Regions from separate parts of the Mus musculus genome. Here regions 1, 2, 3, 5, 6 and 7 are each linked to region 4. Evidence: chromatin contacts called from public promoter capture Hi-C data. All regions are on one chromosome and are shown on one strand. The core of a region is the stretch at or near the end of the contact, and the rest is flanking DNA. Distances in the headings are between cores, read along the strand shown. Region 1 holds the start of Taar9 (trace amine-associated receptor 9). Region 2 holds the start of Hbs1l (Hbs1-like (S. cerevisiae)). Region 3 holds the start of Stx7 (syntaxin 7). Region 4 holds the start of Tbpl1 (TATA box binding protein-like 1). Region 5 holds the start of Moxd1 (monooxygenase, DBH-like 1). Region 6 holds the start of Myb (myeloblastosis oncogene). Region 7 holds the start of Taar1 (trace amine-associated receptor 1).

Evidence for each region. Promoter capture Hi-C pulls out the DNA fragments that hold promoters and counts their contacts. Capture Hi-C pulls out chosen DNA fragments and counts their contacts.
Region 1: a contact with region 4 is called in a promoter capture Hi-C map of hippocampal neurons, with 9 times the contacts expected there. The contact joins the promoter of Taar9 here to the promoter of Tbpl1 in region 4. A contact is called at or near these places in 8 of 39 promoter capture datasets (the 3T3-L1 cell line, 3T3-L1-derived adipocytes, hippocampal neurons and 3 more).
Region 2: a promoter capture Hi-C map of adipose tissue shows a contact between it and region 4, with 3 times the contacts expected there. The contact joins the promoter of Hbs1l here to the promoter of Tbpl1 in region 4. A contact is called at or near these places in 3 of 39 promoter capture datasets (embryonic stem cells, hippocampal neurons and liver) and 1 of 9 other capture datasets (adipose tissue).
Region 3: a contact with region 4 is called in a promoter capture Hi-C map of liver, with 6 times the contacts expected there. The contact joins the promoter of Stx7 here to the promoter of Tbpl1 in region 4. A contact is called at or near these places in 9 of 39 promoter capture datasets (the C10 cell line, cranial neural crest, embryonic stem cells and 6 more), 3 of 115 datasets of contacts at active chromatin or transcription factors (astrocytes, extraembryonic endoderm stem cells and large pre-B cells) and 1 of 9 other capture datasets (liver).
Region 5: a contact with region 4 is called in a promoter capture Hi-C map of hippocampal neurons, with 3 times the contacts expected there. The contact joins the promoter of Moxd1 here to the promoter of Tbpl1 in region 4. A contact is called at or near these places in 3 of 39 promoter capture datasets (cranial neural crest, embryonic stem cells and hippocampal neurons).
Region 6: a promoter capture Hi-C map of pre-B cells shows a contact between it and region 4, with 5 times the contacts expected there. The contact joins the promoter of Myb here to the promoter of Tbpl1 in region 4. A contact is called at or near these places in 6 of 39 promoter capture datasets (the 3T3-L1 cell line, the C10 cell line, hippocampal neurons and 3 more) and 1 of 115 datasets of contacts at active chromatin or transcription factors (astrocytes).
Region 7: a promoter capture Hi-C map of liver shows a contact between it and region 4, with 4 times the contacts expected there. The contact joins the promoter of Taar1 here to the promoter of Tbpl1 in region 4. A contact is called at or near these places in 6 of 39 promoter capture datasets (embryonic stem cells, frontonasal cranial neural crest, liver and 1 more).

Annotation. Positions count from the first base shown.
Region 1 is chr10:24,107,790-24,111,387 of GRCm38.p6, forward strand. Taar9 (trace amine-associated receptor 9) reads right to left here and starts at 1,745. Exons shown (of 1, transcript NM_001010831.1): 1 at 699-1,745. The coding sequence starts at 1,745. The coding sequence ends at 699.
Region 2 is chr10:21,293,634-21,297,558 of GRCm38.p6, forward strand. Hbs1l (Hbs1-like (S. cerevisiae)) reads left to right here and starts at 2,346. Exons shown (of 18, transcript NM_019702.2): 1 at 2,346-2,543. The coding sequence starts at 2,501.
Region 3 is chr10:24,147,292-24,151,141 of GRCm38.p6, forward strand. It overlaps Stx7 (syntaxin 7), which reads left to right and starts at 1,998. Exons shown (of 10, transcript NM_001358563.1): 1 at 1,998-2,117.
Region 4 is chr10:22,729,981-22,733,684 of GRCm38.p6, forward strand. Tbpl1 (TATA box binding protein-like 1) reads right to left here and starts at 1,467. Exons shown (of 7, transcript NM_011603.5): 1 at 1,136-1,467.
Region 5 is chr10:24,221,116-24,225,034 of GRCm38.p6, forward strand. Moxd1 (monooxygenase, DBH-like 1) reads left to right here and starts at 2,402. Exons shown (of 12, transcript NM_021509.5): 1 at 2,402-2,752. The coding sequence starts at 2,489.
Region 6 is chr10:21,158,756-21,162,655 of GRCm38.p6, forward strand. Myb (myeloblastosis oncogene) reads right to left here and starts at 2,229. Exons shown (of 16, transcript NM_001198914.1): 1 at 1,941-2,229. The coding sequence starts at 1,963.
Region 7 is chr10:23,918,183-23,921,811 of GRCm38.p6, forward strand. It overlaps Taar1 (trace amine-associated receptor 1), which reads left to right and starts at 2,224. Exons shown (of 1, transcript NM_053205.1): 1 at 2,224-3,222. The coding sequence starts at 2,224. The coding sequence ends at 3,222.

The DNA of each region.
Region 1 (3,598 bases), core at 495-2,994, 1.4 Mb after region 4:
TGTTTGACTCCCTTCGATTCAAAGAAAGACCACAAATGTTAAAAAAAAAAAAAAACACACATTTGAATTAACACTTTAAAATGCAGTATAAGCACACGTGTTTCTTGTGAACTTATATCTGTGAAAAGAGGAAGGAGCAACCCCCAGGTTCCTGAAACGTGAGCCTTTGCATGCGTTTAGATGCTTTTCAGTCACTTAGGTGTTCTCAGTGCTAATGCACTGTAATGTCCCTTAACATTAAAAATGAATGTTTAAATAATTTGAAATTATATTTACTTCTCATGCAACATATGCCTTAAAGGAGGCTTTGTCTCCTGCATGCTAATTCCATGTTTGTGAGCGCTTCATTGTCTTTGTTATTGTCAATATCCGAACACTCATTATGAGGGAAAACCGACCACAGGGAGGGGCGAGGGGGGAATTAGAATCCTTCAAATGACTCAAAGAAACTAATAGAAATTTCAGAGCAAAGCAAAGACATTAAGGAGCACACCACTTTGGAAGAAATTAACAGATGGGTCCCCTGTGACTCAGCCCTAAAATGTACAGGCACTCTAAGAAGAAAATACTTCAGAGTAGCCTTTGAACCTAAGATCTCCTGCTGGGTGAATGATTATGGGACCTCGCTAGATTAGAGGGATTAGTTTTACCTCTGACCTTAAACCCTAGTCAGATTTCAAATCTCTGCTGTGACTGTTTTAACCTGCACCTGCCTCTTCAGAGAATAGATTAGTTGTTGATGAATCAGCCCTGAAGACTTTGCCACTCACAATAAGTTTTATTGCCTTACGAAACCAAGGATAAAAAAAGGCGTATATCAAGGGGTTCATAGCTGAATTGTAGTAAACACACCACACTAATATCTCATAGACGTACGCAGGAGTTATGAAGTTCATGTAAGCGTCAATAACCGCATCAATAATGTATGGCAGCCAGGACACGAGAAATGCAGCCATGGCGATCCCCAAGGTCTTGGCAGCCTTCCTCTCTCTTTTGGCTACTCTTTCCTTATAGCTCTCAGAGGAGGCCTGAGCTTGGTTGGCTGTACCCTCTATCTTCCTAGCCTGATACTTTGCCACCAAAAATATCCGACCATATAGAAACACCATGACCACAGTGGGCAGAAAGAACAAAAGGAAACAAAGTAAAACCCAATTTTGATTCAGTGGAGCCTGGCAGCCTCCCACACAGGTCAGAGCAACCACTAATTCCTCAATCCCTTCCTCATTGGCTCCCGTGTAAAAGATGGAAAAGCTGTATGTGACAGAAAAGAACCAAGAGAGAGCAATGCACAGTCCAGAAACCGATACAGTGAACTTGGTCGGATAGGTCAGTGGATCTGTAACTGCAATGTACCGGTCAATGGAGATGCAGCATAAATGAAACAGAGACGCAAAACAGAAGGAGGTGTCGAAACACGTGTGGAACTTACAGTAACTCTCCCCAAAGTACCAGCAGCTCTCCACAGAACGCACCGTGCTGAAGGGCATCACTGTCACCCCCACCAAGAAGTCAGCACAGGCCAGGGAGGCCACCAGGAAGTTCGTAGGCGTGTGCAGCTGTTTAAAGTGGAGGATGGCAATGATGACCAGTAAGTTCCCAAACACTGCCAGCAGGGCTCCCAAACCGAGGACCCCATAGAGGATGGCTCGAGGCCAGGGTGCGTAAGAGCTTTTAATGCAGGATCCGTTCACATTCTCATAGCAGAGCTCCATGGGCGGTTCTGGGGAGAAGTCGCTTGTCATTGCCTCCAGTCTTGGTAATTGTAAACTTCCCAGGTTTCCATTCTAGCAATCTAAAGCAAAAAACGGGGTTAACAACTGTCTTAGTCAGGGTGTCTATTCCTGCACAAACATCATGACCAAGAAGCAAGTTGGGGAGGAAAGGGTTTATTCGGCTTACACTTCCATACTGCTGTTCATCACCAAGGACGTCAGGACTGGAGCTCAAGCAGGTCAGGAAGCAGGAGCTGATGCAGAGGCCATGGAGAGATGCTCTTTACTGGCTTGCTTCCCCTGGCTTGCTCAGCCTGCTCTCTTATAGAACCCAAGACTACCAGCCCAGACATGGTCCCACCCTCAAGGAGCCTTTCCCCCTTGATCTTTAATTGAGAAAATGCCTTACAGTTGGATCTCATGGAGGCATTTCCTCGACTGAAGCTCTGTGATAACTCCAGCTGTGTCAAGTTGACACAAAACTAGCCAGTACAACAACTTAAAAATCTCCTGGGGAAACATAAAGAAAAACAAAAAAAAACAAGAACTCTATTTAAAGTAAAGGTAACCTTTTACTACGTGTTTTTTGTATACCCATTTTACTCTTTCCCAAAAGTGCTCTAAGGATGTTAAGAAACAAAAACCTGTTGCAAAAAGCCATTTAAAAGTCAAAAGTCTTACTAAGTAAATGTACATTGTCTAATGTTTATTTTATATTATATCTTTGCCCTATTATTACTATATTATAATTACTATCATCATAGAATTTACTTTATTAATTGTTAGAAAAGTTTTTTTCTGTGGATGTCATCTTACCTTTTGAAAATAGCAAACTGGATTGAACTGGTTTTGCCACCAATGGCTGAATTTTATTTACTTCTTTTTTGTCTCCCCAGAGCGGCCATCGGCTGCAATCAACAACTTAGTTTTGCTTTTTTTTTTTTTTTAAACTGGAAAAAAATAAATTACATGTCCTTCAAATTGTAAGCTCAAAATCCCCATAGTATAGAGTGTGAACGCTGGGACCAGCTTACTCTTAGTTGCCTTAAACACACACATGAGGAATGTACTTTAACTGTGACTTATATTTCTATTTTGTCTTTTTGTGTTGATGATTTGAGCAGCTGGAAGTATCCTGGAAAACTCTTACCGAATTGTTACTAGAATAACCATCATGAAAGTGTTTCTTAGGAAGAGAGCCTGTGTGAGCTGTCTAAAATCAGTAAGAAAAAAAAAAAAGAAAAGAAAAGAAAAAAAAGAAAAGAAAAACAAGCCATAGGTCTCCTTGCACTTCTAGGATGCTTAGTTTTAAACAGGCCAAGAGGAGTGTGAGCAGCTGGGGTGGGTGTGAGCAGTTGCCTGTACCCCTGCTGTGCCCTGTAAACACGTGTGAACAATGCCATCCAAGGCGCATGTTATTTCTGTGGGTGTTTGATTTTGTTTTTAGAAGACCATATAGTGTAAAGAGGCTTTCTAAAGTGTACCTGACAAGCAAGTGATTAGCTTCTACTTTGGGACTAAGAGACACCTTGTATTTGAATATCACTCATCTCCATCCTAGAGAGTAGCCTGCACTTACTGCCATTTATCCCATGGCATGCATGTGTTAGAAATGCAGGACTATATACAGATGGTGTGCATCTTTTGTTTTTACCACATCTCAGCAATGGGTTTCTCTGTCTGCACGTGTTTAAATGACACTTGTTCTATTACAAGCGTCACAGACTTTGATGACTTTGATTTTTATTGGAGCTCAGCTTGGTTTGTTGTCCAGGAATGAACTTTCCCATTTCAGACAGTGTCCCTGTCACACTTGGGCTCCCCCTGGTGGTAATTCTACATGTTTGTAGATCAGCATGACCAAAGTGACCAATAAAGTTGTA
Region 2 (3,925 bases), core at 1,096-3,595, 1.4 Mb before region 4:
TGATGCAGAGGCCATGGAGGGATGCTGCTTACTGGATTGCTTCCCCTGGCTTGCTCAGCTTGCTTTCTTATAGAACCCAGGACCACCAGCCCAGGGATGGCACCACCCACAGTGGGCTAGACTCTCACCTGCTTAATACTTAACACTGCCTTACAGCTGGATCTCATGGACATATTTCTTCAACTGAGACTCCTTTCTCTCTAGATTGTGTCAAGTAGATACAAAACCAGCCAGTACAGTGTGTTAAAAGACTCTGACCAAAAAAAACCCACAAAAACAAAAACCAAAACCAAAAAAACAACTATGGGAGGAAAGGGTTTATTTGGCTTACACTTCCAAGGTTGTTTGTTTGTTGGTTTTTGTTTTTGTTTTGTTTTGTTTTAAGATTTATTTATTTAATGTATATGGGTACACTGTCACTGTCTTCAGACACACCAGAAGAGGGCATAAGATCCCATTAGAGATGGTAGTGAGCCACCATGTGGTTGCTGGGAATTGAACTCAGGACCTCCGGAAGAACAGTCAGTGCTCTTAACTCATCAGTCGTCTCACCAGCCCCACACTTTCAAGTTACAATCCATCACTGAGGGACATCAAGGTAGAAACTGAAGCAGAGACTGAAGCAGGAACTACAGGTGCAACTGCTTACAGGCCCGCTCTTCTGCTCATGCTTGGCTTGCTTTCTCTTACAGCCCAGGCCCCACTACTAAGGAGGTTGCCCTGTAGAGCAGACTGGAAACTCTTTGCATCAATCAATCAAGACATTGCCTCACAGGACAATTCTGATGAGGCAATTTCCAGGTGACTCTGAGTTATGTCACCTTGCCAGGGAAACTAACAAGTGTAAATAATATACCATTTTCAGGAATCAATACAGAACAGACTGGTCCACACACCCAAGTTATGTGTCATGTCTGAGGCAGGATTGTTTTCTTATTCACCCTACTAGTTATGTGGTCGGTTTATAACTCATTTACTTCAATAGCCGCATCAGTGACTTGTAATTAACAGCATTCACGTTTACAGTGGGATAGAAGCTGACCCTGGTTTTTAAGTTTTATGTACGTGACGTTGAGACAGGGTCTCAACAGTGCTGGTTGGCCTGGAACTCCCTGTGTAGCCAAGGATGACCTTGAATTCCTGGTCCTCCTGTCCCTGTCTACAGAGTACCAAGATTAAAGGAATTGAGCCACCAGGTCCAGCACATTTAGTACTCTTTAGCACTTAATGTCCTGTGCTAAGTCCTCTTACATGGGCAAATATTATTTATGAATTTGATAATGTATAAGATAATATCTTCACTTACAAAGAAATAGGCTGCAATGTGGAAATTATTTAAAGGTATAAAATAAAACACTTAAAAATCATAAAATTAGCATCTACTTTTTTTTTTTTTTGTCTATAAAGTTTTGCCTTGGAGCCATATGAAACATTGTGAGTTAAGAACACCATTGGGTAGTCAGTCAGAACTCAAATCTGAGCCCTTTACAAATATGGATTTAATTTGTGTTATCCTCATTGTTGTGGATTAGAAAAGCTGAGTAAGGTGGTGTTAGACATTCGCCTTTGATTCCAGGTCTTGGCATTGAAAGCACAAGCTACAATAAAATGGTTTGTTCAGTGTGATAATAAGGTTGATGTTTTTTACACAGCATTATTAGCCTTATGTTGTATGAAACAAGGATGTTTAATAACAGGTTATAGATTTATGTGTTATTATTACATCATAAGCACCCAAGGCTAGTTCTGTGTCTGAAAAGCTGTACTAAACACCCTTAGCAAGTTCACATATTTATGTATTCAATCAATGTCTAAGGCTTCCTTCTTAATTAATTCGTGCTAATGAAATATTTTACAAAGCTAAGGTCAGACAGTTGTTTACCAGAGCTGTTAATGAATTTAATATGGAGCCCATACCTGAAGCCATGAGTTACATGCGAAGCATATTGACCCAGTGTGGCTACATTTCAAAGCTAAAATTACTCATTCAAAAAGTTCCCTCTACAGCTTGGACTAATTATTATGCCAAATTTACACGTTTATTGATTGCCTATAGTGTTTACTAAGGCTTAAAAGCTGAAACAAAGTCCTTGTTTTTACTGAGCGAAATAGGCAGCTTTTCAGATGATCAAAAACCAAAGTTGGGAAATAATCCTGAAAACCGGTGTAGGTGAAGGATCCCGCTCAACAACCCTCTGGTTGCTTCATTTCTGGCCTTGAAGTCCACGTCAGTCAATTCGCTTGTGGGCGGGACCTCGCCCCCCCCCCCCCCCCGCCAGTTCGCGAGCGCGCACGCGTTCCCGGGAGGCCCGCAGTGACCCCGAGAGCTTGCCGTCGCCAAGTGCGCAGGTATGACGTCGCGCATGCGCGGACGCTCGGCGCAGAGGCCTGGCGGAAGACAAGATGGCGCGGCAGAGGTGTTCCGCCCGCGGTCTGCGCCTCGTCGGTTTCTGAGCCGAGTTTTTCTGGAAGGGACGGCGGCAGGCGCCGTCTGTGCGCGATGGCCCGGCATCGGAACGTCCGGGGATATAACTACGATGAAGGTGGGTGGTAAGGCCGCGCCGGCCGTGACCTTAGCTCTTCCAGCTGTCTCCATGGCCGCTTTACATCTCCCTGGAATCGAGCATGGACCCCGGAGCCACGCTCGCAATGGGATCTTCGGCGGAGAGGGAGCGGGCGGAGAGCGAGCAGGACCTGAGAGGAACACCCGGGGAGGAAGCCGGCGTGTTGTCTGCCTCCTAGCTGAGCTAGTTCACCGACCGGGCAGGGGTGTAGCATCTCCAGGGCCCATAGGTGTGGCGAGGTCGGGATCCGATGCTGTTCGTATCCAAGCGTCACCTCTTCTTTCCCTGTTTCCTGCGGGGATCCCGCAATGAGTTCCTGACGTCTGTCTCATAAGCCCTCCTTCAGACAAGCCCACGAGGCCGTAGTTAGAAAAGAGGCTGGCTTAGCGCTTACCTGCGGCCGGCCTACTACAAACGTCAGATTTATTTCGTTGTCCCCGTGTCCCTGCGTTTTTGACTGCTCCATTTTTTTCCAACGGATTTCAAAACTGGGGACGTGAGAAACAGAAAAGATTCTTGTTTAAAAGGGCTCAAGAAATTGGGTCGATTTGCTGATGTTCAGGTGTATAAATTCAGTTATTGGCAAACAGTGCTTAATGTAGATTGATTTTAAAAAGGAAATGGAAAAATAACACCAGCGGGGAGGTCATGAAAAAGGGACTCGCAGTTTGTTGGCATTGAGTGGATGATAATAAGCATCATTTAGCATCACAGAAGCTAAAAATAAACACAAATGTAAAGTGATGCAAGAATCCTAAAGACCTGCTGCTTTTTAAAATGGAGAAGATGCAATGTTTACGCAGGCGGTTGTTATTAACACCCCCTTTGGGGGGATTGTGAGCTTCAGTGTCCTCAACAGGTTTGACCAACCAACAACCTGGGCTGCATCTGGAGACTTTGACCCAGTCTGCCTGGAATATCTTACTTGGCAGGCATTCACTGTAAGAATACATAGTGTCTGTATAAAAGGCCTGGTGGACCACTACCACTAAGAAATGACTTTAGTCTGGAAGAGATTGTGTAGCTGTGAAATAAGGGACATTTATTACCAATATATTTCCTCAGCCAGTGATAATTGACTATTTAAGGGTACTGCTTAACACATGAGGACTGTTTACAGTAACAGCTGGTTAAAGCATGAGAGATTCCACAGTGTGATGACAGTAATATAGAAACGATGCAAAAGAGAGGGTCTAAATTAGAAGGGAAGGGCTGGGATTTCTGTGTAGCCTCTGAGTGCCGAATACCTTCTTACCTTGGCTACCTGAGGTCAGGTTTGATTCCTTTGTAACAATCAGTGACATCATAAGCAAGCGTAGCCTGTCTTGGGATGTTCCTCCCTTCCTGTTCATAAAAGTTCA
Region 3 (3,850 bases), core at 748-3,247, 1.4 Mb after region 4:
TATGTGGCAGGGAGTAAGAGAACTTAGTACCTTTCCTCAATATCTTGTAGTAGCTCAACTCCCATCAGTCATTTAACGTGGGACAGAGGCTATTTGCTTTAAGAATCTCATTTGCATTTTTAGGGTCTTGACTTTTGAGTTCACGCAACATGCTTTATCCAAATAAAGTAAACATTTACACATTATAAATTATACACATGAAAATAAACATGCACACTTCTTCTTTGGCTGAGATGTTCCTTTCCATGTTGTCTTCCAGTGAAACTTTTATATAACTTTTAAAAATTTCGTTCCTGTTTTTACTTCAAAAACCACTACTGACACTACAGCGAGGCAGTCATCTTTTGGGTTACCGCTAGGCTCTGTATAAATCTCCATCTCAGCATGTGGTGTCATGTGGAGGGTACCACTGCCAGATAGGAAAACACCATATTCTACTCAATTTGAAATCTGTAGTGCAAGGCTTGATAGTTGCTTCAGAATAGACTCTCAGCAGATATTAGTTGTCTGGATCCGGTGGCAGGAAGGATTCAAGAGTCTGGACAGGACACTTAAGGCTTTGTTGTTCCTAATTACCTGTGTGACTTAGAAGTGTTTGGTGTTTCAGGTTCCTTAATCTGTATTATGAGGAAACAGAACCAGATTTTCTAAAAGGGACTCTGTAGCTTTAACAGCTAACATGACTTTCTATTAGAGGTTATTGCCTTGTCAAAGAATGATTTTTAAAAATAAAACAATTTTGAAAAAGGGAGAGATTTCAAAGAAAAACTTGAATTTCCTCTGTATCTTGGAAAACATACAATGTCACTATGATGGACTAATACTTCTAAAAGTTCACAGTGGAGATGATAGGTAGAACTCAGGGGTAGATCAACTACCTGAAATGTGAGGCCTTGGGTTTGATCCCTCATTCCTCAAAACAAAACCACAAACAACCCGGGACAATGATACAGGTCTGTACTCTGAACGATGAGGCAGGTTGCAAGTTCAAGGTCTACCTGGATTACAGAGTGAGTTCAAGGTTAATATCTGGGTAACCTGTGTAGACTTTGTTTCAAAAACAACAACAACAACAACAAAAACCACTGGAGATAGAGGACAGAGTGAAGGCCTCTCATGTCCAAGGACCTTGGTTCAATTTCCAGTGCTGGACAAAACAGCAAACCTCAACAGTTCACCATGGCCCGAGCTGAATCACATGACTTTAAATGAGTACATGTTCTTTGATCCACTGGGTGGATCCTACTGAGAAGACGCTGTGTTTGAGTCTGACCTAAGTCATCTACGTATGCTTGCAGGTGTAAAACCAACCAACATACAGTTTGCTCTGTGGTTCTGATTCACAATAGTATGGATTCCCCCTACCTCCACTTGAAGTCTATCGAACTTTTGGTATCATGTGTTTTCATGCTCTTTCCAGAAATAACACCATCTTAATTATAGGCAAATCCAAGGCAATCTATTCTAATTAATTTGGCAAAGTATTTCTTTCACATGAACAACTGATGTTTCTCATCCGAGAGGTCACATGCTTGAAGAGTTATTGTTGGAACAGTGTGTGCTCTTAAAGCCTGGGAAAACCACATCCTGTATTTCAAGGATGCGATACCAACTATGAGCCAGGAAAACATCTTTATCAAGTGGGCATTAGGAGATTATCTTTCATTTATCCTTCCGGGGCTTTAGCTAGGATTGCCTTGACATTTTTGCAGTGACATTTTAAAAATGGAGTTGTCAAGTCTACCACAGAGCTGAGGGTTAGGAAACAGAACCTTTAAAAGCTGAGAGTGCTCCCTCAGTCCAGGGAGTCTGGCGCCTCCGAATAAAGAACCCAGCTCTTCTCTATTGTATTGCTTCCTCTTCTGTTGCCCATAGACATCACTTTGTCACCCATCAGAGCTTGGCTCCCCAGCAATTTTGCCAGTCCCTCCAAGCTTCAGCTGTCACTGGCCAATGGGAGAGACGCAAGCCCCGCCTCCTCCTTCCTGGGGCTGTGCCCCGAGCATGCGCAGTGGGCGTGCTTGTGCCGCCGCCCATCAGCTGAGACCGGCTGCGCCAGGCAGTGGGCCCCCGGGTGACAGCGGCTGGAGGTGGCCGAGGAAGCCGGCGAGGTCAGGGTAAGAGGAGACTGCAGAGGCGGGGGAGAGGGGGGCGGGAGGGACACCTCAGAACTGCAGCTCGCTAGTGGTTGCTTTGGGGTGCGCAGAGCGGGGCTCCCCAGGGCGCAGGGCCGGCGCCTCCCTCTCGGGCTCCCACGCCCCGCTCCGGACTCCGGGACGCGACGTGCGAGCACCGGGGCGCGCGGCAATGGAGCCTTGGGGACCGGATACTACCGCCAGATCCTGGCAGGCTACGACCGTGTTCCCATTCTCTGTCAACTTCTCCTCCGAAGAACAGAAAGGGAAACGCGATGGGCCCTGGTCATCTGGCCACAGGTTCGTTCCGCGGCCCAGGGCCTTTGCTTGGCTGTTGGCCTTACTCACACAAGCTAACTTTCTTTGACCTACCTTGTGCTCGTTTCAATTGATTTATGCAAGACACATAACAAGGTAACAAGGTATTTCGAGAATTCGCATATGTGTTTTCTAGGTTAAATTCAGACCAAAAAAAAAAAAAAAGCTTGGACGAGGGTGGGAAGAGGAAGGAAGCTTTACAGTCAAATGCTAATTTTTCCTTATAGCTGTTAAAATTTTGCTTGCATTTTATATGCATATATCAATTTTTGATTGCGTCAGATCTCGTATTTTGTCAGGAATTATTATTTACAAGTTTTCCACAATCAGGAAAATAAAAGGAATTAACTGTGAAACACTGGTTTGGTCCTGTTGGAGGTAGGCATTTCTTTTAGGTGTACTCTGAGCCGCAGTGAACAGAGATTGATAACACTGTTAAATTGTGCCTTGTGGTGCCGATGGGTCTTCGGCTTTGCAAGCTGCTTTCGAAGTTGGCCCCCAGGCTTGTGACTAGTTAAGAACGAGGCTGTAGTTTCCCAGTGTCTGGGGAAGTTAATAGAACACAGTATTAACTCACTGACCTCTGGGTTCTTTTCCTTCAGCTAGCTCACTTCTTATGCTGCTCCTGATTAACAGTCGTTTCTAATTCTGATTATTATCCCAAGTTCATCCATACGCTGCTGGTGGAAAATTATGAATAATTATGTTGAGCTATATGCCACTAAATGGTGTGTGCACAAGGCCCTGGTTCAGTCCCCAGTACTGCAGGGAAATATTACCTCTATGTCTACTAGTACTGCTAGATAAAACTCCCACAGTTAAGTCTGTGTGGATTTTTCTCTGGTTCAGTGTAACTTGAAATATTAATGTGTGAAACTGTGGAGGAAAAAAAATCTTGGTTAATTAAGCTGAAACCAAACAGTGTAGCGTTTGGATTGATGAAGGAGCTGGGCAAAGATGCACTTGTGGACCGAATACTCATATGGAAGATTGAGCACCCTCATGATTGATTGTCTCCTATGATTCCTCTCCTGTTTGTTTTAGGAATTGAAAACAAAGAGTGTGAATGCTCCCATCTTCTAAGTATGATGCATCGCTTGAAGTAGAAGTTACATTGATAGAGACTTCTCATTTCAGACCTGGCATCTTTAGTGTGTGATAACACCTTACTGAGACAAAGAGCTAGTCCTCAAAGGGGCTGGGTGTGTATCATGGAAAGGGCCATCTACAGATAGAAAGGGACACTGAGAAAAGCCCAGGTAGCAATAAGCCTGAAACAGTATTTTAGAAATGTTTATATTTACTCTTAGGCTGGGCATGTGTTCATAGGAAATCGGTACACTTGTTCATTCAGACTTACAACATTTATTCAGGATCTACTTTGTAGCCAAGTACTT
Region 4 (3,704 bases), core at 217-2,716:
GACACGTACTATTATACCCCTAAGCAGGCCTTGGACTCACGTTCTCCTGCCTCAGCCTCCCAGAGGCTGGGATCCCAGGCATGTGCCACCACACCCAACCTAATATGGTTTAGCAAAGTATAAAACCAGTGGTCTGTGATGCAAGGCTTTAGAACACAAACTGATGAATATTTCACGGGGCGTATCCAAACCCTAAATAATTCTTTCAATCAGACAGTGCTAAAAGTCACTTCTTGATTTGAACGGACTGCTGTTTTCTCAAACTTGGAAAGAGACTGCAAATTCTAGCCAGAAGATTGAATGCCCTCCTTATTTACATTTCCCTTTTTCAATTACCTAAGGGAATCTGTTATGGCTTCACACACAAGTCGCAATTCTAAGCCATTCTTCTTAACCACAAGTATGCCAAGCTCACACTAGTCACTGCCAGTCTCGCTCTGCAGGTGACAGATGCAGTAAAGCTCACAGATGTGGACTGGCTGCAGCTTGACACTCGGTGCAATGTACACCCTGGCAGAGCCTGCAGATGCACAGCTAGCTCAGCAAAGGGAGTGTTTTCTATTTCAGTCATTTCCCATTTTATATACTTCTAGGACCCGTCCAGACGATTATGAAGCGATTACCGCCCCCCACCTTCCCACCTCTCATCCCTGCTCAACCCTATTCACAATTCATTTCTATCTTCCCGCGTTCCAGATCCTTCTTGCCGAAGCTTAATTCGGCCACTACTATTATTATAGAGTGGGGCTCCCGGCAAGTGCCAGAAGCGAGAGGCGCCGGCGCCGCTATTTAGGGGAGCCTTCGCGCAGCTGCTCCAAGTTTTCCGAGAAGCCACCGACCCCTCGCTTAGTGTCACGGTCCCTCTTTCCCCCGGGAGCGGGCTCCAGAACCCGGTCCATCCCTGCCCGCCTTCCACCGCGAGGCAGGCGCGCCCCACCCCCACCCCGTTATCCCTACTGGGATGCCCGAGCCGCTTGGCCCGTCCTCTCCACTAGCCGGTGGCCCGCGGCGCTCCCGTGCTCGGGTCCCCGCCTCGCACAGCTTCCCCGCAGCCCAACCGGCGCGGAGACGCCCCGCGGCAGCTCCAGGCCCCGCGGGCCCCGCACCCCCATCCCCGGACCGCCGACGGGGTTACCGTGGGAAGACGGGGCGGTCGTAAAGGACACGGCGGCAGCGCTGCTGCTGGTTGCGTCGGACGCGGAGAAGAAGCTGGAGGACAAGGATGAAGATAAAACGGGTCCGCTCCCCAGTCTCCATGGAACTCCCGCCCAGGCCCGTTGCTAGGAGCCCCCCAAGGCTCGAGCTCGGTTTCTCGCTTTGTTGTTCCGGGTACAGGGCGGCCGCCGCTTCCCCCGCGACAATAAATAGACTAGACGCACGGGGGCATAGAGGCGGCACGAGGCGGCTAGAGCGCCGCCGGACCCAGGAGCTCCGGGGATCCCGGCTAGCCACTCACTTCCGGTTCTCGCTGCTCCCCTCTCCGCCCCAACCCCTAGCTCCTTCCGCCTTCCCGAAGCCGCTGGCGAAGTCCTCCTCCTGCCCGCGGGCTGGGCGAGGCGGAAGTGGCCGGAGGGCGCTGGGTACCCGGGCTGCGCTTCCCTGAGCTCGCCCGCCCGGGGTGGATTTGAAGCCCCCGGTTTATTTTCCAGCTCCTCGTTGGCGAGCAGCATGACACAAATGGGCTTTCATTTTCCTGTAAACCAGAACTGTGCCTGGCACCCAACCGCCTGTACCGACGAGCTCAGCTAGCAGCCACTGGGCCCTTAGTCGTGACCCCGGGGTGACGGGGATCCCGGCCTTACTCATCGAGGGCCCCCGGCGGCGTGGCGGGAGCAACAGGGCTAGCAGGACGCTGGCGACGCACACTCGCTGGCTTGAACGGCCGCACCGGGCGGAGTGCGCCCTCGGGATGGCTTGGGCCGTGCTGCCCGAGGAGCGAGGCTCATAACGGCCGGAGCGCAGCCGCCCGCGCGACCCAGCTCTTGCCCTTGTGGGCTCGCTCTGGCCGGTGGTGGAGGCCAGCGGGTTAAAGGTCACGTGAGCCGTTTCCTTAGGTGGCTTGGCCTCTGACTGGAGCCACTTGGCCTTTTGAGAATGACTTAGACTGTCATCACAGGGTTTAGACGTGCACACCTAGTAGGGAAGTTTAAGTATTTGAGGGATAGCCAAGGATGCCTCTTTATCTCTCCTCCCTACTCTTAAAGTGTGAAAACGCGCGCACAACACACACACACACACACACACACACACACAGCGCACTCGAACGTTTTAAAGCCCTGAAGGACAGATTTGCTTCAGTTCTCACTTTTATTTATTTATTTTTTTGAGCAATATTAAATAGGTGTACTTTGTGTGGGATAGGACGAACAAGAAGCTGGGTGAGAAAGTCATGCCTATGGTGACTGATTTTGACAGATTTAGAAGGGATGGCCCTGAGAGGAGAGGAAAAGAGGATGTTGTGGTCTGGCTACACTGGGGCTGGCTACACTGGGGCGTGGAGGTGTTAATAGGAATAGGGCATGGCGAGTATAGCTAGGAGAAAGTGACAAGATAAAGTTGGAGGGGAACGAAGACCCAAACTCATCTGCACCTTGCAGACAGGAGTTTGGATTCTCTCCCAAATGGAGAGCAACGGGGTATGGTTTAAAAAACAACAACAAAAAAAAAAAAAACAAAAAAAAAACAAAAAACAAAAAACCGATAACCAGAAAAAGCTCTATTTTTAGGGGCTACTGCCCTGTTTAGAAGGCAATTTTACAACAATGGCGACTGATTCTAAGGTCTTTGATACTTTCCTTCAGGCAGCCCAGCAGGATACCTGGAAAGTGCCCTCTACTTTGGGCTGCCTTTTGTTATAGCCAAGGAGCCTTCCTTATAGAATTGGATATAGTTGGCTTGCAAGTTCCACTTGCTGTGGTGCTGGTTTTGATTGTTAGCTGATTGGATTATTCTTTCACCCTAGATGATTAGTAAAGTGCACTTTTAAGTGTTCTCTGCGATGATAGCACCTTCAGAGACAACTGGATTGCTCTCAGTAGAGCCATTACAGTATGACAGCATTGTTACATGGAAATGAAAGGTAGGTGAGGCCCGCTGGGAAGAAGTAGGTCATGGGTGTGTCTTTAGCTGACATTGCTTGCCCTGATCCCTGCTTTCCCATTTCTTCCTGGAGGGTGATGGGAACTCTTGCTCCATGAACTACTAGCCATGATGGACTGGTACCTTAAACTAAACATCTTACTAACACTGTAGCACTGACAGCTAAAGAGGCAAGAGTTTTAGTTGACTTCACTGTAAAGTGGCCGTTCTCAACCTTCCTAATGCTGAGACCCTTTAATACAGTTCCTTATGTTGTGGTGACCCCCAACCAAAACATTATTTTCACTGCTATTGCATAACTAGTTTTGCTACTGGTATGAATCTTAATGTAAATATTTTTTCCAAAGAAGTTTGCTAAAGGGGATTAGCCCACAGATTGAGACATGCTACTATTAGTCAAGAACTGATGGACACTGACACCCTATTCATCCCAGACCAGACAGACTAGCGAGCCTCAGTGGTAAGAGTTCTGCAACTGCAAACGTAACATAGAAGCCATGATGGCAATATTGACTGTCAGCTTGGTGAGGATTAGAGTCTCGTAGGAGGCAGATATCTGTGCACAACTGTGAGGTAGTTTCTAGATTGGGTTAACTGAGACGGAA
Region 5 (3,919 bases), core at 1,152-3,651, 1.5 Mb after region 4:
TTGGAAGGCTGCCACCATCTGTTGCTGTCCTCAGTACCTCCCCAGAGTTGCACTGGGGCTCTGTTCCCTTTGCTCCACTTCTCTCAATACTCTGCTAGCTCTAACTTGACCCAAGATCCTCACATCCCTCTTTTCTCATGCTGTCCTGTTGTCACCGGCTAACCTTGTGAACAGTGGCCCCTTCTTATCTGGGAACAAATTATTTCTCCAGACAGCTGCCCAAATCCTTCAGGAGGCAGTTCCATCTCAAAATTGCCTTCAGAAAAGACTATATTTATATATAATGTACATATTAATATAAAACTTAATTGACATCATTGTGGCTATTTTAGGAATAATAAACTGGAAAACTAGAACAATAAACATTTCTCTTCATAGAGAAAGTGGCAGATTTGGGGCATACTTGAGAAATAGATCAGAAGGTTTTGAAGTACTCTAGTCAACACAGGTAAAAAGGAGTTAAGTGTGTATAGTTATTTCCCGTGTTGCAAGATTTTACTTCATCTTTAAATCAGAGCTCTAACTTCAATATTTTGAAATTTTCTACAACATCAGCTCCACACTAAATAGTTAACTTCATATAAATATAAATTGGTTTTCAGAAAGAATTAAGCTTGATACCTTCTAACAGAGTTTAAAGATATACAGGTTTTGCACAGATACATACATATATACATGCATACACACATATGTACACAAAATATACATACACAAACATACACACACATACAAACCTACATACACAAACATACACACACCACACACACATGCACAGATACATACAAACATACACATATACCCCACACACACAAGCACACATACTACACACACACACACAAACACACACACCACGAACTCTCTCTCTTTCTCTTTCTTTCACACACACACACACACACACACACACACACACACACACACACACACACACACTGTGTTTGTTTGAAGCTTTGTGTCAACTTGACACAAGCTAAAGTCATCTGAGAGGAGGGAACTTACTTCAGTTAAGAAAATGCCTCCATCAGATGGGGCTGTAGGCAAGCCTGGAAGCCATTATCTTAATTAGTTATTAATAAGGGAGGGCCCAACCCGTTGTGGGTGGTGCCATCCCTGGGCTGGTGGTCTTGGGTTCTATAAGAAAGCAGGCCAAGAGGAGCAAGCTAGCAAGCAGCACCCTTCCGTGGCCTCTAATATCAGCTCCTGCATCCAGGTTTCTTTCCTGCTTGACTTTCTGCCCTGACTTTCTACATGATGAACAGCAATAAGTCCAATAAACCCTTTTATTTTTCCAGCTTGCTTTGTCGTGGTTTCGATTGAAGCAATAGAAACCTTAAGCAATAGAAACATGCGTGCGTGCGTGTGCACGCACGCACGCGCACACACACATCCTATACTGACATCTACATACACTTGGATAGAAATAGTACAGAGAGCAACAGTGTGCTTTATCTATATTCTTATCGGTATTTTGGTCTGTCCTCCCGGTATTTGTTATCCTATTTGGTTTTTGTTTTTGTTTTGTTTGTTTTGTTTTGTTTTTTTTTTAAATCAGACAAGAGTTTGCTTCTGAAATATGGTAAAGTGTATATAAACTAATGAGGAATCTAATGTGCCCTCAGTATGAGTACTGAGCATCTGGAATACAGGAGTGCTGTGTTCAAAGACCAACAAGCCAAGCAAGACTTGAGACTAACAAGACCATGGCCAGAACTTAAAAGGATCAGTGGCGGCAGCGGCTGGAGAGTGAGGGATAAAGGGACTCAGAGGAAAGCTGACCTTGACCTAATCCTCTTCTGTATAGGCAGAAATCATTCCTTCACCACCAAACTGAAGAAATCAAAACCCGACGGAAAGCTAAATCAGCAGGAGAACTAAGAATTGCACCCCCCCCCCTCCCCAGCCCTGCCTCCTCCCAGAAGAGGAAAGACTGAAAGAAGGGAGAAGAAGATGAGGGTGTGCCTTCCTTGCTGGATGAGCAGGCATCACTACGAGCTCCAGTGAGGAAAGTCAAAAGTCAAAAGTTTGCCAGGGATGCAAACTGCGCAGTTTCCATCTGGGGGGTGGGGGTGCTTTCCCTTTCTCTCCTCCGCACCCCAGATTTTCCCAGCTGTCTCTTCCCTCCCATGGTCCCGAGAGGGATGCTTTTCTATCCCATCACTTTCCAATTCCTTTCCTAGGTCCCTCCCAGTCTGCACATCGATTCCTTTTTTTCCCTCCTTTCTTCTACCCGGCTGGGTCCCCTTTTCTCCGCCTCTTCCAGGAAGCTCCTTGCCTTCTTGCCCTCTTAACCCAGACTTCAGGGACAAAATAGGATACACGGTGGCAGCAGGTGGATGCCTGGGGAGAGGCTGGGGAGTCTCCTGGTAGGACCCAGAACCAGCGGGGGCGGGGACAGCGGGCGGGCGCGGCCAGCCCCGGGGCGGTCCCAAGTTGGGCTCCCTGGTCTTCGCCCCCCAGTGGCTGCAGCCCAGGTGCGGCGCGGGACAGGAGGATGTGCGGCTGGCCACTGCTTGTGCTGTGGGCGCTGCTCCCCGCGACGGCTGCGGGAAGCCCGGGCCGCTCGTACCCGCACCGCGTGGTCCTCGATCCCGAAGGCAAGTACTGGCTGCACTGGGGCCGGCAGGGCGAGAGGCTGGCCTTCCGTCTGGAGGTACGCACGAACGGCTACGTGGGCTTCGGCTTCTCGCCCACCGGGAGCATGGCCGCGGCAGACATCGTGGTAGGCGGAGTGGCCCACGGGCGGCCCTACCTCCAGGTAAGCTCGGGTCCCTTCGGGGAGCTCCCTGCGCTGGGATCGCCCTAGAAGGGCGATGGGCAGCGCAGTCCACCCAAAGGTGAGGCTGATACGGGCTCCGTGCAGCAGAGTCCATCTCACCTCCTTTGCCACTTTTTGCCCCAGGGTCATCCGAGCCTGCCCTGGGGTCCCTGCCTGTGTCATTTGCAGTCTTCGCCCGGGGAAGTTTACCTCTTCGGGAAGCTCGCATCCTGGTGCCCCACTTCACCGACCATTGTGCACAGACCACACATTCCCCTCCATCCACCCCATCAAAAAAAAAAAAAAAAAAAAAAACCCACAGCTTTTGAGACCTAACTGGTCGGACCTGTGTGCACTTGCCTGTCTAAGGTTGGGAATCGCAGTCTCCAGTGGTTGGCTTTGGGGGCATCCCAGGAGCAGCACCAACATTTACTAGAGCATGCACGAGATGAATGAAGGGCCCTGAAAACTTGCTTAAGGAAGTTTTGTTATTAACAGCTCTCGAGGAAGCCAGGTTTAGCGACCCATGCACAACCTAGAGTCTCCAAGCAGAGCCCTCTATTCAGGGATAGGTTTTCCGCTTTAATAGGCGACAAATTCATCTGATTCGCTCCCTGCCCATTAGCTCTAGGGGAGAGAGTTCTGGTAGATGCTACCTGATCCAGGCATCTTTATGTGTAGGGAAACGAACAGAATTCTGTAGCTCGACTTCCTGGGTACTGAACTTCATATGGGTCATAGTGGATATACACACTTTCTTACGGGCCAACTCCCATGCAAGAATGCAAACCTTAGCTAAGAAGCCTCAGGAAAACTTCTGAGCAGCATAAGAATGCCCCTTGTGAATTTCAGCGTGTATAGCTCAATACTTCCTCCAGTCTTCTAAGATGGAATTTCACAGCATTCTGACTGAGGGGCTATCGTATTATAGCTTCGGTTCTGACGCTGAAATGTTTGGCTGGAAACAAATTGACAGCAATTCGAATTTTCAAGCCACCCTGCCGTGTGTGTTTACTTCTCCCCAAGTCATCACTTCCTTGCTATCCCCTGTAAGCGCTGTGCACCTCTGCTAGAGTGCAGCCTGCTGACCTCCCTTACATGAGCCTTTCTGATGCTGCATCATCTCTGATATGGGATTTGATGGCTGAGAATTTGATCCCAGGCCTC
Region 6 (3,900 bases), core at 979-3,478, 1.6 Mb before region 4:
CTAGATGCTCTCGACTGCTCCACCTGCGAGAGCCGGTGTGGTTACAAGAGTACAACTATGAATGTTACATTCTATCAAGGAAACAAACCGTGCAAAGAAACGAAAAAGAACACTGGGGGGTTGGGAAGAGGGAGGGGGACCGGAGGAAGTGCCTGTGGCCGCTACGTGATTCTAGAAAAGGGGTTCAGAGTCATTTCGCTGACCTGGTTAATAATCCCTGCCGAGTTGACGCTAGCCCTGCAAGAAACGGCTCCGAGCCCGCAGCCGGGTTTCTCTTCCCCCTGAGTCAAGTTCAAGGCTCCCGCCCCTCCCTGCCGCCTCCGCTCCGGGCTACCTGCGAGCCCCAGGGAACCTGCGCGGCCACGCCCCGACTGAACCTTGGGGCGGCCAGCTTGGGCCGCACCTCCTGGGAGCACCCCTTCCTAACTCCCTCCTCCTGCTGCAGGTTTCAGCTTTCTGCAGAACAGGTGACCTGGGTGCGGGCGGTTTAGGTCCCAAAAGCGAAAGGCGAAACCTCTTAAAGGGTGGCACTTAGGCTGGCGCGGCAGGCCCGGGGCCAGGCACTGGGAGCCAAGATTCAAGGTCTCCCCAATTCACCCCCTTCTTGTTCCGATGCCCAGCGGTTGCCGCTCCCCGCCTGGCCCATCCCGAGGGTGCGCGGCAGGGCCCACGCCCACGCTCCTGCAACTTCCCAGAGCCCGCGCCCTGCATGGCCAGGTCCTGATGGCTCCCCCCCCCCCCCAAAAAAAAAGAAAGAAAGAAAGAAAGAAAGAAAGAAAGAAAGAAAGAAAGAAAGGAAAGAAAGAGAGAGAACAGATTGTTTAGCGAAAATCAAACCACGAGTGGAAAGGCGGGCGCGGATAGACTGTGTCTCCGCGGACTCCCCCCCCCCCCCCCGAATCTTCCTTAGGGTCGGTCGGTCGGTGGCTTTGCCAGAGGCGGGCCACCAAAAGCAGCTGGAGCAGAGTGCTGGGAGCAGCGGCGACCTCAGCTGCTTCCACGTGTGCGCGGCCCAGGAGAAGAGCGGCGACATCGCCCGGGGTGCACTGCAGCTGCCTTGGGTGCCGCCTGCCTCCAGCACTTTGCGCCGAGTGGCGACCGCCACCGAGCTAAGCCCCGCATCTGTTGCTCTCTGGGAGCCCCGGCGTGTCCTCGGGAAACCCCGAGTCGGGCCGGACTTGAGCGCCAGCAACTGACAGTTCCGAGAGGATCCCTCTTCCCGAAGGTGGGGCCAAAATGGAAAGAGAGTGCACGCATCATCTCGGCCGGTGCGGTGACATGTGCGACGCGGGCGCGTGCAGTGTTTGCAAAAGCTTCTTCCATAACAAGTACAAGAATCTTCAAACGGCTGGGTTTAAAACAATCTGCAAACCCATTTTGTCCCCCTAAAATCTTTGCAGCTGCCTGCCTGTCAGCTGACACCTCTCTCGCCTCCATAATGAATGAATGAAATTTAAATGAACTACCTGCAGCTACTAAACAACCCGGCCTTTCCCTATATCTGCCATATGCTCTTCAAGTGCAAACACACCTCAATGCATGCAGCAATTAGGCTGCGACTCCCTCGCCGACACTCGGGGCATCAAGCCAAACACCTGGTGGGCTCCTCGGGTCTGATGGAACCGTTCAGTCCTCGGCTGAAGAGTGCCGAGCCCCCCCCCCACCCCACCCCCCAAAGAGAAACGAATCCCCGAGCAACTTGCAAAAAGAAAAAGAAAAAAGAAAGAAAAAGGGAAATAAAATAAAAAAGAGCCTCAGGGCATGCTTCCCACTATACCCGTGCGCTTCTCGCAGAGTTTTCCATTCATCCTTCTCCCGAGTGTCTTCTGCCACTGGCTGACAGCCCCGCAAACCAACAGGGAAGGCATTCCCACCTGCTCCGGGATGCCTGGATCCCCGCGCGCCCTAGCCCGAGGCCGCCCTCTCAGCCTCCCCATTACCTGTGTCGGGGTCTCCGGGCCATGGCGAGGCGGGCCGGGGCTCCGCCAAGAGCCCCGGGGACCGCACCGGTTGCCGCCTCCCGCTGCCCTCCGCCTTGCCTGCGTCCTCCCCCGGCTGCGCAGCGGCGCTCCGCACCGCCGGGGCGAAGTTTCTCCGGAGAAAGGGGAGGAGAAGGAGGTCACCGAGGAGGAGGAGGAGAAGGAGGAGAAGGAGGAGGAGGAAACAGGTTGATATTAAAGTGTAACTCTGTAAACAGATGCCATCAAACAAAGAGGTTTGGACACTCCCCCTCCCGCCAAATCTGGCGCCCCTGCAGTGCGCACGCGCCCTGCCCGCCGCCTCCGCGGTCGCCCGAGCTGCAGCCCGCCTGGCCGCCGCTCCCATTCGCCTCTCGCGCCGCGGAGCTGCTCCTGGCGCGCAGCGCGGCCGGGACGGCGGGCGGGCGGGGAGCCCGGGCTGGGGAGGGGCGGCCGGGGCCGCGGTGGCGCCTTTTCCTGCGCAAACCCCGCTCCGTGGCCGGGTGGCGCCGGCTCACACCGGGTCCCGCTGTTACCGCTTTCGGGGCTACGCGGTCGCTCCTCTCCGTAGGCTCCGGGGCTCCCGAGCCCGAATCAGCAGCGCTTCCATTCAAGGGCACCTCGATGGGGTTGGGTGACACACTTCTGCCTTCAGGGTTTCAACTGCGCCCCGACTTCAACACACCCGGGAGCAGAGAGTGTGAGGGATGATCGGTTGAATAGAGTGAGCGTACTTCCCCAACCCCCAACGATTTTTGACTAGGTCCAGTTTTTCATGTTTTAATTTTAAAGGGACATCTTTAATTCACTGGTAAGCGACAAAGGATACTTAAATACAGTCAGCCCTGTGGCTACAGCCTTTGACAGATCGAGCCCCGGGCTCATTTTTCAATCTCCTCCCAGATCCTGCAGCCCACACACCACCGGCTTTTTGTCATAAGCCCTTCCTCCCTCACTTAGACACACGCCGGGCCCACCCACCCTAGGAGGTGCCTACCACGCACTTCTGCCTCTGCAGAGTGCGCTCGGGTCCTGGGTCCTGCGTCAAACACTTGCTGGACAAACCTACTGGATCCCAAACAAACAACCCCTAGCAGTTCTCAGGAACTTGTGCACTCCTGATTCATTTTTTTTTTAAACCAAACCCATACCACTGGTTCTCAACCTGTGGGTCCCGACCCACTTGGGATTGCTCGACTGTTATCTTGTACGTTTGATATATATCTGATCTCTACATTATGATTCATAAGTAGCAAGATTACAGTTATAAAATACTGATGAAAATAATTTTATGTTTGGGGCCACCACATGAGAAACTTGTATTAAAGGGTCGCAGCTGAGACCCTTTAAAGGAAGGCTGAGAACCATTGAGCTAAACAGTAAGGACCCTGTTGGGTGTAATTTGAAGAGTTTACCAGCCACAAGTCAGCGAAGGTATCCCTGTAACTTTAACTACAGGTTCCCAAAGGAGCGATGTGCAAAGTGCTGAATTTATAAGGATTGGTGATTGGGGGATTTCAGGGGACTTTCAGTGTTACTTCTGTTTATAAATCAGTACCCTTGGGGATTTTTCTTTTCATTCTCAATACACACCAATTTATTTTGCCTTTAATCTTTTAGGAGTTCAAGACTTGTGCTGACTGGGTGTGTGAGTGTCCCAAGTGCTTTAGGGGTTCAAACATAGCTCAGAAAGCTTTTTTTTTCTTACTAAAAAAGCATGTTCTTACTGAAATGAGTCATAATTTTATTAAATTGTTGAAGCAAGCTGAGTTTCAAGACTTTATCTGGTGTTTGAAACGATGCTTCTTAAAATTAGCTATATCGTTTAATCTTTATGAAGACATTTCAGAGCATGCTCCTAAGGGTTTACAACAGTTTCTTTAAAATAAGAAGAAAGCAGAAAGTTACTGTGACACACTGCTGCATGGTTACAAGTCTCTTG
Region 7 (3,629 bases), core at 974-3,473, 1.2 Mb after region 4:
TGACTAGTGAAAAATTCCACAAATCTATCATAGCTTCCTTAGATTTCACCTCTAAGGCTGTGAAATTTCACAAAAACTCTACTTGAATGGTAATGAAAAAAGTCACCTAGTTTGCATAAACCACAGAAGTTCTTGCGTGTAGTCTTCTCTGTTGCCCTCTCTCTGAGCACAGGAAGACCGTGATAGCCCAGCCACATGAAAATAGATCTCAGAACAGAAAGAATGAGAGGCTTAATGACTCCATAAGAAGTTGATCAATGGATGCAGCATGATTTCACCATGAATATGGTCTTAATAGAAAACAGGGGCAGGTATGGGACATCACTGTACAGCTTCCCTGAACCTCTAAGCCCTGAGTGGGTCCCATGGCTGCTTGGGATTGGTTCTGAGAACATATTTTTTTGTTATTACTCTTTTTATAGTACGTCAATATTTTGGGAAAATATAATTAACATATGGGTTCTTCCATAATAATGCTGTTTCCTTGGTTGGTATCCTTGTAAGGATACTAGAAAATACCATGGAAACCAGCTGGGAAAATGTCATTAGCATCTGACAAGTGGCTTGGATCAGAATGGCTATCAGTAGAAATAAAAAGTGGTCTAGTCTTAGATATATTTTCCATGAAGAGCCAAGATAATTTTTTATTAGGTAGATATTTTTAGCATGAGAAAAAAAGAATTTCATCAAGATTTTGGATTGAGGAATGCTATTATAATATTATTATTGTTGTTGTTAGTGCGGGCATACATGCTCTGTCTCAGTCTCTCTCTCTCTTTCTGTGTGTGTGTTTGTGTATGTGTGTGTATATGTGTATGTGTGTGTATATGTGTATGTGTGTGTGTGTATGTGTGTGCATATGTGTGTGTATGTGCATGTGTATGTGTGTGTATGTGTGCATACATATGTGTGCATGTGTGTATGTATGTGGGCATGTGTATGTGTGTGCATATGTGTGTGTGCATGTGTATGTGTGTGCATATGTGTGTGCATATGTGTGTGTGTGCATGTGTATGTGTGTGTGTGTATGTGCATGTGTATATGTGTGTAGTATGTGTGTGTGTGTGTATGTGCATGTGTATATGTGTGTAGTATGTGTGTGTGTGTGTATGTGTGTGTGTGATGGAAAATACATCCAGTTAAAATAACCTTGGGAGTATTCTCTCCTTTTACTTCCTGGCTTCTGGAATCAAATTCCAATAATCAGTCTAGCATGAAAAGCATTTTTATCCTTTCATCTAGGATCCGGATCAAGTACTCTCAAACTGGAGCTCATACTTCCAAGACATTCAGGTCAGAGAAAGAGTAAGATTTGGGCAAATGATGAAGAAGAGACAGCCTGACCTAGACATTAAGAGTGATATCTTCCAGCAAGCAGGAAGCTACTCTGGTGTTTTGAGGGAAGATGAAGGCAGATGCTTGTTTTATACTTGTTGGCTTGCAGATTACACACGCTCATGAGAAGCTGTCTGAAGAGAAGGTGCAGAAGGGAACTGGGGCTTGTGGGAGGGGGAGGACAGATGAGCAGCTGGGACCGAAGGCATCAGCTTGTCAGGTGCCAGACTTGTAAGGGGTGCTGACTCAGGAGCCAGAGGAAGGATCTATCTGAAAAAAATGACGAGATCCCAGACAAAACGTAGTTGGAAGACTGACCACTGAGTTTGGTAATACAATAGTAAGTTGGCTAAGAATGACGTTGATAGAGTATTGATGGAAAAATGTCTCCCAGGAAACACTTAAAGGCTTTTTTAAATCTACCTTCTGCTCAGGTAACTCTGACATGTAGATTCTGTCTTCCTTCAGACAAAGTCTATTCCCTTGATGGAAATACAGAATTGTCATCACTTGACTCTCTTTGGCTTATGAACATGGAGATTTTATGTGCTGACTTTATTTTATGCTGAGCTTTATATTTTAGCAGAATGTCCAGCTCCAACTAGGTATTAAACATGGTTTAAACTGAAGCATTACACGGACCTTGTAAGTCAAATTTCCAAAGCAGATACTCTTCACCAAGAATGTGGAAATATGGTATAAAAGACTGAGTTAGTTGCTGACTGGTTCCTCATTTTTCTTCTCCTTTTCTCTCCTCTCAGATTTCAGGGACAGGTACGTGTCCATAAAAATAGAAGAAGGTGGAATTCTAACCTGACTATGAGTTCTGGAGAAGCATTGCTCAACAGCCAGAGGGAAAGCCCAGCCTGTGTCTAGTTCTCTGCAGTGATGCATCTTTGCCACGCTATCACAAACATTTCCCACAGAAACAGCGACTGGTCAAGAGAAGTCCAAGCTTCCCTGTACAGCTTAATGTCACTCATAATCCTGGCCACTCTGGTTGGCAACTTAATAGTAATAATTTCCATATCCCATTTCAAGCAACTTCATACACCCACCAACTGGCTCCTTCACTCCATGGCCATTGTCGACTTTCTGCTGGGCTGTCTGATAATGCCCTGCAGCATGGTGAGAACTGTTGAGCGCTGTTGGTATTTTGGGGAAATCCTCTGTAAAGTTCACACCAGCACCGATATCATGCTGAGCTCCGCCTCCATTTTCCACTTAGCTTTCATTTCCATTGACCGCTACTGTGCTGTGTGTGACCCTTTGAGATACAAAGCCAAGATCAATATCTCCACTATTCTTGTGATGATCCTCGTTAGTTGGAGCCTTCCTGCTGTTTATGCATTTGGGATGATCTTCCTGGAACTGAACTTAAAAGGAGTGGAAGAGCTGTATCGCAGTCAGGTCAGCGACCTGGGCGGCTGTTCTCCCTTCTTTAGTAAAGTATCTGGGGTACTGGCGTTCATGACTTCCTTCTATATACCTGGATCTGTTATGTTATTTGTTTACTATAGGATATATTTCATAGCTAAAGGACAAGCAAGGTCAATCAATCGTACGAATGTTCAAGTTGGATTGGAAGGGAAAAGCCAAGCACCACAAAGCAAGGAAACAAAAGCCGCGAAGACCTTAGGGATCATGGTGGGCGTTTTCCTCGTATGCTGGTGCCCGTTCTTTCTCTGCACGGTCCTGGACCCTTTCCTGGGCTATGTTATCCCACCCTCTCTGAATGACGCACTGTATTGGTTTGGGTACTTGAATTCTGCCCTCAATCCGATGGTTTATGCCTTTTTCTATCCCTGGTTCAGAAGAGCCTTGAAGATGGTTCTCCTTGGTAAAATTTTCCAAAAAGATTCATCTAGGTCTAAGCTATTTTTGTAACGCAATTCATGAAACCCATGTATTTTACAGTTTTTAAAAGCAGTTGGTGATTGGGGGCTGAAGAGATGGCTCAGTGACTAAGAGCACTGACTGTTCTTCTAGAGGTCCTGAGTTCAATTCCCAGCAACCCCATGGTGGCTCACAACCATCTGTCATGGGATCTAATGCCCTCTTCTGCTGTGTCTGAAGATAGCTACAGTGTACTCATAAACATAAACTAAATAAAAAAAAAGTTGGTGATTATATTTATGAACATAGTGAGCCAACTATAGGCACAGATTTCATGGTTTTTTAACATCAGTTATTTGAGTTAAAATATATATGTAAGTTATACTTTGGTGTTTGTATATAATCTGTTACTTGACATAGAACAGATATGATCTCGGACATTATTGTTATGTAGGTTT